Linked DNA regions of Sus scrofa: region 1 is linked to region 2. The links are chromatin contacts, called in public HiChIP or PLAC-seq maps. All regions are on one chromosome and are shown on one strand. The core of a region is the stretch at or near the end of the contact, and the rest is flanking DNA. Distances in the headings are between cores, read along the strand shown.

Evidence for each region. HiChIP or PLAC-seq counts read pairs in DNA pulled down with a chosen protein or histone mark.
Region 1: an H3K27ac HiChIP or PLAC-seq map of alveolar macrophages shows a contact between it and region 2. The contact joins two enhancer-like sites. A contact is called at or near these places in 1 of 47 Hi-C or Micro-C datasets (embryonic fibroblasts) and 1 of 2 datasets of contacts at active chromatin or transcription factors (alveolar macrophages).

The regions. Positions count from the first base shown.
Region 1 is chr13:92,572,206-92,577,467 of Sscrofa11.1, reverse strand. All of the region lies in intron 3 of MBNL1 (muscleblind-like protein 1), which reads right to left. Among named protein-coding and RNA genes, the nearest start is that of MBNL1, 83 kb to the right of the region's middle. Within about 2 kb of position 1,642, at least 10 of the 83 cell types and tissues checked have an H3K27ac peak or open chromatin away from gene starts, as enhancers often do. A contact at or near this core is called in alveolar macrophages, where this site is marked.
Region 2 is chr13:92,339,890-92,345,155 of Sscrofa11.1, reverse strand. No RefSeq gene overlaps it. Among named protein-coding and RNA genes, the nearest start is that of MBNL1, 150 kb to the left of the region's middle. Within about 2 kb of position 2,640, at least 3 of the 83 cell types and tissues checked have an H3K27ac peak or open chromatin away from gene starts, as enhancers often do. A contact at or near this core is called in alveolar macrophages, where this site is marked.

The DNA of each region.
Region 1 (5,262 bases), core at 393-2,892, 230 kb before region 2:
GAAATACATTAATAATCATCAATTCTAGCTTTGTACACAGATCAAAGCAGGAGAAGTTGCAGTGAGCTCCCCGGCTTCTTCTGGGAACTGAACCAATTGGTTCAGCTACCAACTGTAACCAATCCTTAACTAAGTCAGCTAGATATGAACTGGTAACCTAAAAGTGAAAAGTTCTAATTATGCACTACAAGTTTTTGAGTCACTGCATCCTCACAACTTTATGCTTTAAACAAACCAAATGCTGGCCAAAGAAATTCTATGAGTATGACTTAGTATTCTAAACCAGGAAAAGGAAGGACTTTCAGTGTTTGAGATAAGGTTTTCTGTAGTTTGGAAAATAAACATTTCCTATGCAGTTATGCCTGAGAGGCAGTGTGTATGTGGTGTGTGTGTGTGTAGAAAGAGTGTCTACGTTTGTGTGGGTAAGGGTGGAGAGAGGGAAGAGAGAAAGAGAGAAGAAAGGGAAAAAGAACTTCTCAGCAGTGTTTATGCAAACTGATTATTTTGTGCTGGAATGAGAATTCATCTCAGTAAGTATGTGCACATGAGCATGAGAGTACTGCAATTAACCATAAAATCAACAGGAAATGCTTAACCTGACTGCATATCACATTTCTATTAATTCAATGATACGGAATGATATGTCCTATATAGTTGTATAATAGTAGTCTGGGGTCTCTAAATTAGATAATTTAATATCTTTATTTCAATATACATAAGCCATTTTCTGCCTTTAAATAATAATAACATATTTTTTTCTGGATAGAAGAATAAGCAAGTTTTGTCCTGATGTCCTGCTTAAATAACCATACAGACACCTACTTTCTTTAAAATATATTTTATGTGATTTATTGTTTACTGTATTTACTAAGGAATGGCCAACAGAGGCAATGGTTTTATATGTGTCAAGTGTGGATACATATGTAACAAATCATGACATTTTAAGTATCTAGGCATTAGCAAGAGCTTTGACTGCAACTGTCACAATTTCCATGTGTTGATTGGTTAGCTGGAAATGCATCATACAAGCTTTTATTTAATATCTGGATAAAATATTATAAATTAAAAAAATAAAACGCTACCTCCATGTATATGTCTACCAGTTCATTTAATCCTCATTACACAACTCTGAAGCAGGTATTTTGTTATTCCCCTTTGGCAAATGAGAATACTCAGAAAGGTTAGTAAATGAATCTGGCAAAATCCATGAATGCCCCTAATACCTTGGGGAGAAGCTAAAGATTAATGGGATTTCAGCAACGTACATACATACACACACCTGTGATGTTTACTTTCTTATTTTCTGTTACAGTGTCTGGTTATACCTAAATTTCATATGATATGAAGAGTTAAAATTTATATTTTTGAGAATTTATGGAAATAATTCTTAAAGTATTTGGAGATTGCTACTCCTGCTGTCAGATAGGTAAATATAAAAGTGAAAAATATTTCAAATCAAATAGTGTATATATTTTAAAAGGTCCAAAACACTCTTATTTTACCGAACACTTGAAAACAGTACAATTTCGTTTGTTTTAAAAGAAATCCATTTTCTTTTATGCACTTTGGCACTACTGGCTGACCTAAGCCAAGTCAGCTCAGTTAAGGAGTAAACATCATTCCTTTAATTTTACAGGGTTCTCTTAATCCTTAACAGAAAAATTTCCCCATTTTTGTTTTTGTTTGTTGTTAATATAAACATTATATGTTGTAATTAAATGCAACCAGTACTATTTCTTTCTTTAAAGCCCAGTTTCACCCTTAACTGAGTTCCTATCTGTCTGTTAGCACTGGTACTTCCAGTTCCACCTTCCTGTTTAAAATATTTCTTCCCCCACTCCCCACCTCTTTTTTTTTCCTTCCAGAAATGACTAATCTTCCTGTTATTCTACTCTGTCAATTTTTCCCCTGGTATTCTTTTCATGTTGCATAACATTTACTTTTTAACCAGCTCCTCTTATAATTTTACTACTGTATTCCTGAGGCTAGCCTTCCGTTTTCAACAGATTAAAAGAGTCAATATTTATGAATGACCATACTTCTTTCTCAACTTTTGTGCTACTCAGATTAAGCTATTTCCTCGAGTCAAAAATGCAACTATTCTTTCAATTGTCATAATATAAATATCAATTTTGATCTTCAAATAAATTCAGCTTAATTCTCATAGTTACCAGATACCACAATTAAAGGGCTTAGTTTTTTTGTCTCCTTTCAAATTTCCTGATAAGGTACTAGCAAAGGAAACCTAATACCACTTCCTCTAAAAATCTCTTACTTGCCAATAGCTAACAGGTTAGCATAGACTTACAAGCAGAATGTAAAATTTTTCTATCTTTCTGATTTTCAATTGCAAAAAGTACTTTTAATTATACGCTAAGAATCTGTCCAAGAATCTGTCTTCTATGCTAATCTAAAATAATCATAACAGCTATTTTACACTATCTGAACATGAATAAAATAGATTTTCTGTTCTAGAGGAAACATTTGAGAAGAGTTTTAGAATTACAATGATTATTTAAATAACATAATCTAAAATATACAACATTAGTATCACCTGTCTAACAAAGCTATATAAATCATAACAGATATACAAAACACATTTTTCTGGTGAAGTCAACATTTATTCACATTCACTATCTCACAGTCACAGAATCCCTTAGAGAAAGGGGTGTCTTACTAGTCCCATTTACACTGACTATTCATACAAGATGATGTTCACAAAGCTTTAGAAATTATACATTTTCTAAAATCCAAAACACCTTTAAAAATCCTGACAAAACAATTTTAATTATAGGAGAAAAATACATTCATAAAATGTCACCCTCAGTTCCTAAAAATATAAGTCAAATTAAGTTTAAGTATTTGCTTATGTTAAAATAGCCCAAGATCTTATCATTTACTTTTGTCTTGGGGAGGTCCCCATTATTCCCTCTCTTGCCTTTCCAAATAATGAAAAGTAAAACTTCCTCATTTATCATATACAGTGCCCTATATGAGGACATTTCATTTCCTTTGAGTTAGCAGTAACTACTTAACTTTCAAATCTCTTCACTGTCCCTATCTAAGACACGAGCGCCAGGGTCTCTAAAATCAGCTTAGTATTTGTTAAGATACATAAAACAACAAGTAATATAGTAAGCAAAATCAAATACATATACATTTTTTATCACATCATATTATGAGCAGAAACAAACTCAAACTACATATTCTATGAAAAAGCAGAGCTAGTGCCTATATTCCTAGTTGCTAGCACAGTGCTTACTATATATATATCATATATACATATATGATCAATAAATACCTTCTGAGTGAATAGATTTAATTATATAGAGGTACATACAAAAAAGAAAGGAAAGAGGACTTCCTGGTACCATGGGGTGTAATGTTACCAAAATGCATTAATCAAAAAAAAAAAAAATCAAGAAAACTATTTCCTCAAGGGAAATGTTGTAAAAATCTATTAGAATACTTTGAACATATCTATAATTATATTTAGATCTTAGATTAGAGGTTAGTATCTGGTTCTAAAAATTGATAAATAAAAAATCCTGCATCTTCTCCATATTTTTGCTATAAACTGTACCGTAGAGTTGCCAATTAGATACTAAGGAAAAGTTTTTTACAGGAAAATTCCCAGCAATAAATACAGGAAGAATAGTATAATTAAAAGTCACTGTTTTGCAATCCCTACCAAGATCATGGAGCTGTGAAATGATCAACAATGGAGTGAAACCACTGTATCCAATTCTGATGGAGAATTTACAAGGGCTGGGACAGGCCCACCTGAACTCATAAGACAGTTTCAGCATCATTAAATGTGGAGACAAATGAAATTTTACCCTCCTGATATGATGCACCTGGAAGTATCATGTGATATTCTCACCAAATAATGATATTTACTATTTTAAGTAGCATTAAAACCGAACTCAAGTCTAGCTCTAACTTCTAGCCTACAGAAAATAAGAGTGATGAAGGAACAAGCTAAATGATACTACAGAGAAGCAATTAGCTCAATTCAGCATCTCAAATATTCTGCAGGACAATGACCTGATTTTTTTCACAAATAAAGGCACAGAGGGAAAAAGGAGAAGAAATAATCATACATTAAAAGAATCTTAAAAGACATAAAATCCAAATGGATGCTGTTGAGATGTTCATCTGAGCAATCTTACTTAGATGTTCATTTGAAAAATCTACCTATAAAAAGATATTGCTGTGACAATTAGGAAAAGCTGAACATAAAGTGGGTATGAAGTGATATAATGAAATTATCATCAATATTGATATATTTGTAAATAGCTAATTTAAAATTGTATTTAAAGTTTAAAATAGTTCTTAATACATAAAGTTGATACCTACATATAAGTAAACTGATAGGATGTCTGAGATTTGTTTTAAAATACAAAGGTATGTGGATAAAAGGTATGTGAAAGGTGATACAAGAAACAAGATAGACAAAATATGCAATGACACATACACGGACTCCTGCATACAAAATGCTGATTGATACATATGCAGAAGTTGTTACAATATTTCTACAATTTTGTATATGTTTAAAAATTACTATAATACTATCATAGATTATCATAATAAAATTTTTAATGCTACCCCGAAAAAGAGAGTAAGTTACTCTCTGGGAGAATAACCAAACTTTCTCTTATATTTCTACCCAGAGTCACAAAACCTGGCAACAGCTGATTTATATTTGAAATTAAGGAGTCTAATGATAAGCTAGGCTTTGCACCTAAGAAGCCTAATGACATGGTAGGCTTTGCTTCCTAAAATCGGATGTGGCTGATTTAACTCCATTTCGATCTGTGAATATAAATATCTGATTCTGAAACAGGGAAGTAACTGACTTTTCCTACTTCAAGGTCAATAAATTATAAACTTACTTTGTATCTATACACCATTATTAAAATGCTTTCTTTTTGTTTTCTTTCTCTCTCTCTCTCTCTCTTTTTTTTTTTTTTTTTTGGTCTTTTTTAGGGCCATACCCATGGCATATGGAGGTTCCCAGGCTAGGGGTTGAATCGGAGCTGTAGCCACTAGCCTACACCACAGCCACAGCAACACAGGATCCAAGCCACATCTGCGACCTACACCACAGCTCAACGCCAGATCCTTAACCCAGTGAGCAAGGTCAGGGATCGAACCTGCGTCCTCATAGATGCTAGTCAGATTTGTTTCCACTGAGCCATGACAGGAACTCCTAAAATGCTTTCTTATTCACCTTCATGTCACATGGGTATATATATTACC
Region 2 (5,266 bases), core at 1,391-3,890:
TTCCTGAAACACATTTAACCAGATATTTTCATAGCTGGCTCCTTCACACAATTCTTTCAGATCTATGTTGCTAAAATGTCACCATGTCAGGAAATCTTCTTTGGCTACCCTGAATGCCACCTCTCTTTCTCTTACTTTATTTTCTTGTTCTTCCTAACACTTATCAAAATGTATAAATTAGTCATTTATTTGCTTATTGTCTCTTATCCCCAATAAAACATCAGCTCTGTGAGAAAATGGACTTTATATGTTATTCATGAAGAAATTTCTAGCACTTGAATTGTGTCTAGCACATGATATATACTCAATAAATAGTATACTCAATGGAATATTTGTTGAATGACTGAACATATATAAATGTATTTAAGAATCAAAATTTGTAAAAAGCCGTATTTAATATACTTGAAGTAGGCAAAGTATGAATTTCCATAATTTAGGTGTACTGCAATTGTTGAAGATGGGTCAAGAAGTTGGGCATACAGTAACTACAAATATTATGTGTTTGGAATTTGAGGATACTAGCTATAAAGTTCATTAATCTACTAATACCAGAAAAAGTATTATAGATCCATATCTCTATATCTACCGATATAATTTTTAGTTATCCATGTGTTATATATAAATATTAACTATTTCACTTAATAGTTAATGTATATATAGATAGTAATTACTGCTTGAAGCTTATCTAAATATGTTTCCATGTCTTAAATGAATTCTGCAATTTTAAATTGAGGTTGTTAAGAACACATAATTTGGAGAGTAAGCCAAGATCTATTGGGGCACATATGACAAAAACCTCATTTCAAATAGTTTAAGTGAAAATAGATTTTATCTACGCATATATCTATAAAATCCAGGGATGGACTTCATGCAAGGCTAGATAAAGGACTTCGAAGTTGTTAGTTATCTTACTTTCTTTGTCTCTCTCTTTCTCCTTATCTATTTTTTCTTTTTTTTTTTTGTCTTTTTGGGGCCACACCCACGGCACAGGGAGGTTCCCAGTTTGGGGGTCTAATCAGAGTTACAGCTGCTGACCTGTGCCATAGCCACAGCAACATCAGATCCAAGCCAGGTCTGCAGCCCACACTACAGCTCATGGCAATGCCAGATTCTTAACCCACTGAGTGATGCCAGGGATGGAACCCACAACCTCATGGTTCTTAGTCAGGTTCCTTTCTACCATGCCATGATGGGAACTCCAATTTTTTCTTTACTCTTAATGGATGCAGACTCTTTATACATAGTTTTAAAAGACCTTATCTCTTGATAGAAGAAATAGCAAAGTCACATTGCAAAGGGCACACAGATAGCGTTGAGAGGATTTAATGAGAACAATTTCTATTGCTTAGTGATAGCCTAGGGTAAGCCTTGATTTACAACCTCATAATTAGCTTTCTCAGACAAAGAAAGAGTGCTTTCAACTAAAGAGTTCTTGCAAAAATCTTTGTGAGAACTCTGATTGTTGGGGTTTTGTCACATGCCTATCTGTGAATTGATTATTGGAGCCATGGAAACAGTCATTTTTTTCAGAAAGTGCCATGTCATGTTTTACCTCTAGAACTGAAGAGTGGGTCAGTAGCACCTAAACCATATAGACTGAGAGTGAGAGCAGAGTAACTGCTAGACAGTAATAAATATAAAACATATCAATAGAACAGAGAATTTCCTTTAAGATTCTGGACATATTTGAAATTTCTTATTTATTTTATTTTTCTCTCATACTTTTTTCTTTTTAGGGCCATACCTGTGGCATGCGGAAGTTCCCAGGCTAGGGGCTGAATCAGAGCTGCAGCTGCTGGGCCTATGCCACAGACACAACAATGTGGGGTCCAAGCCACATCTGAGACCTACACCACAGCTCATGGCAATGCTGAATCCTTAACCCACTGAGTGAGGCCAGGGATCCAACCTGCATCCTCATGGATACTAGTTGGGTTCATAACCCACTGAGCCACAATGGGAATTCCCTCTTGTACTTCTCAGTAAGGAAATATCAATGGGACCAGTTTATAGTTCAACTTGAGTCTAATTTTTGAGCCCTGGTTCAAATTGCTAGGTTTATAATTTGAGTAAAATAGAGAAACTGCTCTGACTGAACTGGGATAATTCTACAGCCTCCAAATGTAAAGGTTCTGCTTAATGTTTTCTAAAATGTGTTTGTGTACATGCTGTGTTTGTGCATGCATAATATAAATGTATTATATTATGACCAAATAATACATATAATGAACCTATTTCACCTTTTCCCCATCTCACTGTCATATCTCCCACTGTGTCTGCCATGAGGGGCAGGTTAAGGTAAATTACATTTTACATCTTATTTGATAATCTCATAAAATGATGAAAGTTCAATGGCTTTTGAAACAAGAGGAGAAAAAGAAATTCAGAATGTCTCTATATTCTTAGGAATGGACACAGATTTTGTAAGCCTGGGAGGCAGTATTCTTTGTGGTTGAGAGCAACTACTGGATATCATACACATCTGGGAAGAAATCCAAGAAATTCTGAAACATTCTTCAAGTCCTTTACTGCCTCTAAGCATTAACTTCTTTATCTGTAAAATGGATATACAGATTAATACCTAACTCATAAGCCTGCTGCGAATATTAAATGAGTCACTATGTGTATAACACTGAGCTTACCATACAGCCCTTAAGGAACCATTTGCCATTTGTGGTACATTTTGAAACTTCCCTATATTTCTCTTTTCATATAATTATTTTGAGTTAACTCATTTGACGCAAGAAAACTGTTGGAAGACAAATACTTCATCAATGTTAGGCAACATTCCAGTAGTTTTGGTTTCCTAGAAGAAACCATGGTTATAGGCCTCAACAACACAGAGAGGGCAAGAGTAGGTCTTCTGCTCAATGGTCCCAGATGAGCTTCCCGCTGACAGCCATCATTAATTACCAACTGTGTGAATGAGTCATTTTGGATGTCTAGCCAATAGAAACTTAGGTGACTGTAGCCCCAGCTGACATCTGCCCATAACTATATATAAGCCTGCAAAGTGACACTTACCCAGTTGGAGTCAATAAAGCTATAGAATCATGAGAGATAATAATACGTTACTGTTTGAAGCCACTAAGTTGTGGTGAGGTTTGTTATGCTACCAGTGATAACCAGAAAAGCAGGATTGGAAGGGTAGATAAGAAAGAGACCAAGTACTGAAGCACCTAAGAAAATTACCTAACAGGAATTGAGGATGGCAAGCACCAATATCTTCTCATTTTGCATCTCAGCTTTGCCTGAAACCAGCCTGAATAGTACTTAGAGTACAATACAGATATATTTGACTGCGTAGACTATCATTTTATAAATTAGTTCACAGGAATTTTGATGGCATAATCTATATGAATCTATCAAGGTTTGTAAAGCTAGGTTAAACTAAGGAATGTGGAGCTGGTTGTTTTTTCTTCTTAATTCTCTAAGGGATCTTGGGTGGTTAATTGAATTGAATGGTACCTCATTTTTCTTATATACAGGGTTCCTTTCCATCTTTGTGTTTGTTTTTCAGGACTTGCATTATAAAATTACACAGATAATCAAAAAATTCATGAATGAACAAATTACATGAAAATTTAGTTTCCCCTCAAACATCCTTTAACCTCCATCTTTCTTTAATAGTAAAATCTATTTAGCTCTCTCCTGCAACTTCCCTTCCTTTGTGGTTTGGCCTGCCTCCATTCTTGGATGTTTTCAAGGCCACTGTATTGCAAATGTATTGTCAAATGAAACTTCAAGCTTTGCAAAAGATACAGGATTCCATGGAGACCACGAAAGTGTTATTAGAGAAATACTTAGATCTCACTTGATGCCATTGGCAAGTTAGCCCCTAACAATGGGAGAAAGAAAAGTTAACAAGGATGAGGACAGGATAGGAGTTGAAAAGGAATGTTTTAAAAATCAAAGGCTTGGGAGTTCTCCTCGTGGCGCAGTGGTTGGCAAATCCGACTGGGAACCATGAGGTTTCGGGTTCGATCCCTGCCCTTGCTCAGTGGGTTAATGATCCGGCGTTGCAGTGAGCTGTGGTGTAGGTTGCAGACACAGCTCAGATCCCGCGTTGCTGTGGCTGGTGGCTACAGCTCCAATTAGACCCCTAGCCTGGGAACCTCCCATATGCTGCAGGAGCGGCCCAAGAAATGGCAAAAAGACAAAAATAAAATAAAATAAAATAAAAATCAAAGGCTTAAATTAAAAGAGATCTTTGAAAAAACTGATAAGCATATTCATATTGGCAAAAATAATCCTCCTTATCATTATGCCTAAAAAAGAAAATGTTTTACATAGAATACAGTATTATATAGCAGTACAAGTTGTCAGTAAAAGATATGCAATTATAAACTAAATTTTAGTTAAATATTAGATTATATTGTATCACATTTTTATAATTTTGTTTTCATTTTAAAAAATAAAGTTCTAATCAAAATATTTTCCTCTATTTTTAAAAATGAATTTGTGGTGCCAATTTAAAGTGGATTTAAGTGCCTTTTCTCCCTATATTAAGCATATTAATTATTCCAAGGTGAGGAAATAAAATCATAGTTAGCCTCCCAGATTAGTGAGAAATAGTTTATTTAATGATGATTTTTTTTTATTGTCAAGTTAATGGAAGATACTTTCAGTAACTTTGAGCTGTAGGCAATGGGTAAATAGTCTTTAATACAGAAAGCTCAGGTATTAGTTTACATGAAATAACCAACATTAAGATAGTGGAAAAGGCCAATTTCTCTCAGGGAAGTATGCATTCAGAGAAATTTTTGTTTTGGTTTTAGAGATGATAAGAGAATATTAAATACACCACAGAATGGAAAATACCATTGTCTTTCTAGCTCTCCTTTCATCATCCAGGCAACCAATGGTCACACCACTATTTTCTGAGGGGAAAACAAACATGAGACTATGAGACTCACCCTTATTCTACATGGAAGAGATAAGCCAGTGCTATGTAATGCCTATGCTATGAAATTGCAACACAACAGAAGGGATTGATGGTGACTAGTTGATGGTGCTGCTTCAGGGAGAGAAGCGAAGAGAAGATGGGCTATCAAAGGTGAGGTTACTAAAGTAGAGGACCAAGATAGTTCAAGGAGAAGCAGAAAAATTCCTACATTGGCTGAATAGCAATGTATTGCTCTTTAAAATTCCTGGATAGTTTCAGAATTATTCTGGGGATTCCATAAATGAGGGTTAGTCTTAAAAAAGAGTATCCAAAACATGTTTCCAATAGGAAAAACTTTAAGGTAAGATCAACGGAAATTCA